2 separate regions of the Mus musculus genome follow, and region 2 is linked to region 1. Evidence: chromatin contacts called from public HiCAR-type data. All regions are on one chromosome and are shown on one strand. Each heading gives the region's core, a stretch centred on a gene start, on an enhancer-like site or on the middle of the called end of the contact. The rest is flanking DNA. Distances are from core to core; before and after follow the strand shown. Region 1 has its middle 69 kb from the start of C330024D21Rik. Region 2 overlaps Atp8a1 (ATPase, aminophospholipid transporter (APLT), class I, type 8A, member 1).

Region 1 (3,362 bases), core at 217-2,716:
AAGGACCTGGAGAGAAAAGAAACAGCTGCAGAAAGAGAAACAAAACCCCCCAAAGAACCAATTTCCTAGGGAGTCAGACTGCTGAGTAGCTCCGCCTGCAGGTCTCTGCAGTCATTGCTTCTCTTCGTAACTGATTTTCAGATTACTATATATTCTCCTTTACCAGTGATTGAGATGTTGAGAAAAGATGATAGGTAGATGATAGATAGATAGATAGATAGATAGATAGATAGATAGATAGATAGATAGATGATAGATAGATAGATAGATAGATAGATAGATAGATAGATAGATAGATCTATCATTCAATCACTTTGCCTACACAGGAGACCTCTAGAAAAATAAAGTCATTCTAGATAGATAGATAGATAGATAGATAGATAGATAGATAGATAGATAGATAGATAGATGATAGATAGACAGACGGACAGAGGTCAAGGCCCTTTGCTTTACCAAAATCGTCGGAGCCTCTCGGAAGCATCCTTTGTAAGCTCTAGGTGTAGAACTCAAACCAAGTAAACTGCTCTTTGAAATCCCAATAAAGCTCACTGCGTTCTCTTGCAGTAAACACCCAACCCACCTTATTATAAATGGCTTCCAAAATGATACTAAGGTCCACCACCGACAGTATGAAGCTGAACTTTTTGCTTACACGTGAGGCAGGGCGCCACCATATAAAGACTCAGTATGCTTCAGGAGCAGGTCAGGAATGAATACGAATACAACGTATACTGATCGCATCCATCTCTACTCTTCCCACGCCAACTTCTCCCGTACCCTCCTCTCTCTCTCCGGCTTCTTCCATACCCCACCCCACCCCCAGCTCTCTTCAAACTTTGTAGCTGAGGTACGTTTTAAAAGGATCACTCTGATTATTGGAAAGTGATTGGGCAGGGCCATGACTTAGAGGCAGAGGACAAAGTTACACCACTCCCGATGCTGAAATCTATTCACTTTTGCATTCTTCTCGATCCAGCAAATGCAAATTCATGGTTCCAGAACCTAAGGCCTGAACACCTCTCAACTCACCCAGACCCCATATTCTTTACAAACCACCCTTGCAGGCCAACAGACATATCCCTCTCTCTGACCTCAGGCCGGGAGTTGGGGGTTGAGCCCGGCACCGTGTCAACTGGGGAGACCCAGAAGCAGAGCAGATCTTGGGAAACAAAATGCTAATCCACCCAGCCACCCAAGCTGTGACTGACTCCCCTGTACACTGAGCTGATCCAAGTAAAACACAGGCCTTTCAAAACAGCAAGGAATGCTCGCCTGGAGTGTGCGCTAACGAGTCCAAAGCCAATTATGTCTCATCTGATCTAACCAAAGCTGATTTCCTCCGGTGGCCCAGCGAGAGGTCAAATGGCCATTCCTGAGGGTTTCCACGGAGCTAAGCCAGAACACGGAGTTCCTGGAGTGTCCCTCGGGCCCACAGACCAACTGCGGAAGAGCTAAGCAGTCGAAGTTTTTAATTTCCCTCCCTCTCTTGATAATTATAAATACAACACTGCAAATTCCCTAAGAGGTAAGTGAGGGTTCACTGCTCACTCGCAAAGGAAACGAAAGGAAATCTTCCATATTTCTCTTTACCACATGTGCCAGATTTTCATTGAAGCCAATCCGGAAGTGGGGGGACAAAACAACAACAAATAGATATTATTTGCTAGCGGGGGGGGGGGGGGAGCATGCGTCCACATTCATGCTGCTCTGTCGGCTGAGGTTTGCACCTCTGCAGTCTCCACTTGTTCCGGAGAACTGCAGGGTATCATGCAGTCTGAGGCCGCCCTCTAGCGGAAGTTTGCCTGTATTGCGCCTGCGTACAGATGAGCTGGGCTTCTCAGAATACCTGGCAAAGCTTTGAATCATTTCCAGTTCCCTTTTATTGCATGTGGCTTATAATTCAGATCGAAAGCCAGATATGCTGCTAAAACGAAGATAATGTCAGGCTGAGGATTAGTGAGCATTAGCCGTTGAGAAAATGCTTGGAAGTTGGCCAGGAAAAGGCCTCTGGTCCATAATGGTAAGATGGGTAAGATTTTTTTTTTTTCTGGGAAGATGAATATATGGCCTCATTACCCTTACCCTGAAGTTGTCTGACCACAGCCAAAGGTCAGTCTATTCTTCTCAGGGCTACAGCAATTTAGACCCCTCTCCCCATCCTCAGGGGTCCGAAGAAGGAGGAGGAGGAGGAGGAGGAGGAGGAGGAGGAGGAGGAGGAGGAGACTGGTGGTTTTCCTGCATGCATGAGGGTGTCAGATGCCCTGGAGCAGGAGTTACAGACAATTGTGAACTGCCATGTGGGCGCCGGGAATTGAGCCTGGGTCAGTGCTCCTAACCACTGAGCCATCTCTTCAGCCCAAGTCCTGTGTTTTAAGTAAAGGGTGAGAAAAAAATATATATATGTTTTTTTTACATCATTCGTTTGTACAATGAGGGGCAGTCTGGAAAATCCGGATATAAGTGTCCTTTGTGCCGAGAGTACTGCTCAGGGCTATACTGCTTGCCTCTCTCGTACCTAGTTCAGACGTCCATCATCAGCACCACAAATAATTACGATTTGAATTTGTGTTTGGTGCTGAATGTGGTGCTGAAGAGTTGGTGTCAATTTCACCCAAAACGGAAGACAGATCCGTATGACAGATACGATTGTCTGTGCTTGCCTGGCATGAGGAAGGCACAACACCACCAAAAAGGAAAATAATAATGAAAGGAGTAAATGAGTTCTAGTGTTCAGTGGTTTAGTGTGTGGTAAACCTTTATCTGAACGCCACCACATCTTCACTTAAAAATATTTTTACTTAACAGTGCCTTTTTAAAACATACTGAAATATTTAAAGGGAAGGTTCTTAGTGATCTGCCTTAAAACAGTACAGATAAAAAGCTCATTAAGTTGAATGGAAATGAGGGGAAAGCATAACAATCAAATCAAATGGGTCTGAACGGTGGACTTTTTAAAATTATACGCGGAATCTAGATCTGACAATGCTGCATATTCCTGGCAGAGTGAGCACCGCTGGGGTCCAGGCAGGAGCCATGTTCAATGCAATTTGGCAGAAGAGATCTGCATCCACAAACACACAAACTTTATTTCCTGTAATTTAATCCCTGTAGTGAGTCCCCTGTTCCACCAGGGGGCGAAAACATGTCCTCAGTTCTGCAAGGCTAGATGGGGCCAGGAGTGGCAGGCTGTGGTGTTGGACTTTACCTCTGAGCTGGGAGTGGCCATTAAGAACTCACGTTTACATCAATCTTCAACTGTGTTATCTACTTAGTCCCAGTGGGACGCCCTTTCCATCCCCTGGCGACTGACTCCTTCATTTCGCGCTCCCCTGCGGCCAAATGTGCTGCTCTGAGATGCTGTA
Region 2 (3,517 bases), core at 185-2,684, 220 kb before region 1:
GTGAAGTTGACTGAATGCCACGTAGCAAGCTTGTAGCTGTCTGTTTAATTGTCCTGCTTGAAATGGCACTCACCACAAAAATGTTAAGAAAATCCACATGTGAAAATTATGTGTTTATATTTGGTCCATTCTAAAGACCCTTTCAAATATACTCTTGGCATTAAAGACTGTGCAATAGCTGAAATCCTCTAAAAATGTATTAATATAAGTGATTTGTCTAGATTATGACTTCCCAGTGCATAGCTACTAACTCTAGAATTGGCACTGTTTCCTGTTGTTGCCAAGAACCATAAACAAACGTGGAGACTTGGAGACCAATTCCTTTCTATTAAAAACCATTATCTAAATTGATAGTATCAATATTGGAAGGACTAGAGAGAAAAACATCCATGTAATTATAAGTTATCACATGATTACTTTCAAAAACCCACAAATATTCATAATCATTTTCTCTTAAAAAATTATTTTGGAAAGTTTAAATATAAGCAGAATGAACAAATGTCCCCATCAGTTATTTTAACAGGCTATGCCCTGGGTCACCCTTATCCCTCCTGTGCCTTTCTACCCTTATTATTCTGAAGCAAATCTAAGTAGATATGTTTGTTTTTTCTTAACTTCTTGATACAGTCACACGTTATGTTCTTGTTATTTTTCAAGTAAATGACAGTGGGGTGACAGAGAGCTTGCCTTAGAGCTGGCCCTGCAGTCGTTCAGTGGTTTTTTGTTTTTGTTTTTGTTTTGTTTTTTTGTATTATTATAGTATCTGCAGGTTGAACAAGTTTCTCTTTTCTGCTTGGTTATTTTCTCATTTTACCTAGCCTATAATTATGTGTGGCGTGAGTGGCATTTATTTATTCTGCTGTAGAAGGTAGGCTGGGTAGAGCATTCTTCCAGGCGTGCCCTTAGAATAATGAGAGCTAACCCATCTCCATTAGCATCAGTCTTCAAAGGAGTCCCCTTGGCAGGCTCTTTCTTCAGCAGTGCAGACTCTCACACAGCATTTTAGAACTCCTCTTTTGTAATTGCTTTCAGAAATACTTGCAGTCACCCAGGAAACTGAGTCTCATTTACTTTGATCAAAACCAACCATTATCTAGCCAAAACAGTGCATTTAATCACCCATTCAAATTCTTGGACTTAACTACTCTGAGTAACAAACTCATTACTAAAAAAATTAAATCTACCAGCAAGCAGTTTTGACTACCAATGAACAGGACCTTAAAAAAATCCTAGAGGTACAGACTCTTTTAAAAAACAGTTCTCTGACTGCTGGGGCCAGAAGCCCTTAAGCTGAGGCAGGTCCACTAGGTTAGGGAAGAGATCAGCCCCTGAGTCAGAGAGGATGCTGAGCAAACAGGCTTTGTACAACCGTGTTCATTGCCTCAGAAAACTGACTTGCGCTACCAAAGGAGCTCTGCCTCAGGTCGTCCGGGAGATGTGGCACGGATCAGGAAGCCAGCCTCTACACGGGTGCTGTACAGTGGGCAGTGAGCTTGTCCAGGCCGACACATTGTGCAAGTGCTCTCTCAACTGCTCTTTCTTTACATCCAGTCTGTCACACAATATCTCGGGGAGCATGTGCCAGTGGCTCCCGTTCACCCGGCCTCCAAACCTGAAGAGACTCCAAGACCAATGGGGTGTTGTTTTGTTTTAATCCACACTAGTCATGGAAGTATTAAAGAGAGAAAAATACACCTTTCTCCTGGGACTGAGATTTTTATCATTTTAAAAACTGAATCATTTGAATAGAAAGATGAGTTCTCCCAGAGCTGCGACTCAGCTTCTCTGTGATAATTGCCATAAGGTAATTATTATGCAGCTTTATGTGTTCAAATGTATCCTCAGCTGAAGGACTTTCTGGCCCCAGCAGTCAGATCACTGCTTTGTTAAAAGCCAAGCATCAGTCCAGACCTTATAGGACAATGATTAGCCGTGTTTCTATGGTTTTGTACCATTTAGCCTGGCAGATCACCTATACCAGCAGTAATCTCCCTGTGGCTGGAGAGCTCTTGCCCTGTGGTCCCCCATGGGTTTCGTTCCTTGGACCAACTTAAGGGAAGAATGCCAAGAAGTCTCCTTTCAAACCCTATTCCATTTGGAAAGGTTTATGAGCCAGAGAAAACTGGGCTGGAGCAGAGGCGTGAAGGGAGGACCTGCCACCTAGTGGTCCAAGTTCTGAAACACACTCCTGACTTTTGGAAGGCAAAAGAAGCAAGCCACTTTGTGGAAAATGCCAGTAGGAGATCGAGGGATGTAAAGAATGAAATGCAGAGAGCCTTGTGAATGTCTCACCGGAGAGTGAATGAGAATGGTTCCAGGCTGCCCAAGAGCAGGGTGTATGACCTTCCGGTCTGCTAAGAAGGAAGAGCTATGGAGTTGGAGGACCGAGGTCACATTATAACATTGTAGCATGTGAGAACTAAAAGTAACCGCCCACGGGCTACATCAGTCTTGGATCTAGACTTTACCCCATCCCGAAGCTATGCACTAAGCAAAAACTAATTCTAGAATACAAGAAGAAATCTCATCTCTCCAGGGACCTGAGACAGGAACATACGTGGTCATGGGAGAATGACTGGACTATATTATAGTCAGAAAGGCTGGGGATAGCAGAAATTAGAGGTTAAGCAAGGTCTAAGAGTGACTGGCTAGCCACAGGCCTGTTGTTAGAGGGGCACGAATTTGGAGGACAGTCTGCCTTCCAATCTTTGCCTAGAGGAACCTGCTGTACAGCTCTTCCTGGGGAAAGATAACTAGACTAAGTGGCTCTCAACCTTCGTAATGCTGCATTGATTTTATACAGCTCCTTACATTACGGTGACCCCTCCAACGATAAAATTACTTTTCTTGATTCTTCATAACTGTCATTTTGCCACTGTGTAAATATCTGATATTCAGGCTATCTAATACGTGGCCCCTGTGAAAGGGCTGTTGGACCTCTCAAAGGGTCACAACCCACATGTTAATCACTACTGCACTAGACTATGTGTTGAGTTTGGAGATGGAACTGAAAAGAACATAGGTCCCTTCCAGTCTGACCTGAATTAAGGAATAGATCAGTTATTGGAATGGATTGAGAGTAATCACTCATCACTAGCAGTGGGTGAGTTAGGCCTATACAAGTGAACCAACTTTGCTTTGTTTTTCCCTTTAGGCAGAGCTCACAGTTTGGAGATGAAAAAACCTTTAATGACCCGTCGTTGCTGGACAATCTCCAGAATAACCACGTAAGTGACCTCAGTGCTATCTGTCCCTAGGAGGTGAGCACTAATGAATACGTCTCGGAATGAATTTCCTTCATGGTTAGTCCCCTCATGTTTTTACTTACATGATTTTTTTTTTAGATTTATTTTATTTTACATGTGTTAATGTCCTCAATGCCTCTGTGTCCAGATGCTTATATCTTTTTCCTAGATTTGAAGAACTCTCTGCTGTGATTTTACTGAGTCTATTTTTCTGTGTCCCCCACCCCAAATAGGAGGGGGATTTGGGGTACTGTTAGACTAAACAGAATTTA

Evidence for each region. HiCAR-type assays count read pairs that join an accessible place to other places.
Region 2: a HiCAR-type map of astrocytes shows a contact between it and region 1, with 2.5 times the contacts expected there. The contact joins two enhancer-like sites. A contact is called at or near these places in 4 of 15 datasets of contacts at CTCF or cohesin (CD8 T cells, embryonic stem cells, large pre-B cells and 1 more), 14 of 484 Hi-C or Micro-C datasets (the HPC-7 cell line, the N1E-115 cell line, cerebral cortex and 7 more), 9 of 115 datasets of contacts at active chromatin or transcription factors (astrocytes, bone marrow-derived macrophages, craniofacial prominence and 4 more) and 2 of 9 other capture datasets (adipose tissue and embryonic stem cells).

What each region holds. Positions count from the first base shown.
Region 1 is chr5:67,530,970-67,534,331 of GRCm38.p6, reverse strand. No RefSeq gene overlaps it. Among named protein-coding and RNA genes, the nearest start is that of C330024D21Rik, 69 kb to the right of the region's middle. Within about 2 kb of position 1,466, at least 46 of the 459 cell types and tissues checked have an H3K27ac peak or open chromatin away from gene starts, as enhancers often do. A contact at or near this core is called in astrocytes and stem cell-derived neural progenitor cells, where this site is marked.
Region 2 is chr5:67,750,723-67,754,239 of GRCm38.p6, reverse strand. Atp8a1 (ATPase, aminophospholipid transporter (APLT), class I, type 8A, member 1) reads left to right here. Exons shown (of 37, transcript NM_001038999.2): 16 at 3,155-3,227. Among named protein-coding and RNA genes, the nearest start is that of Gm46914, 50 kb to the right of the region's middle. Within about 2 kb of position 1,434, at least 44 of the 459 cell types and tissues checked have an H3K27ac peak or open chromatin away from gene starts, as enhancers often do. A contact at or near this core is called in astrocytes and stem cell-derived neural progenitor cells, where this site is marked.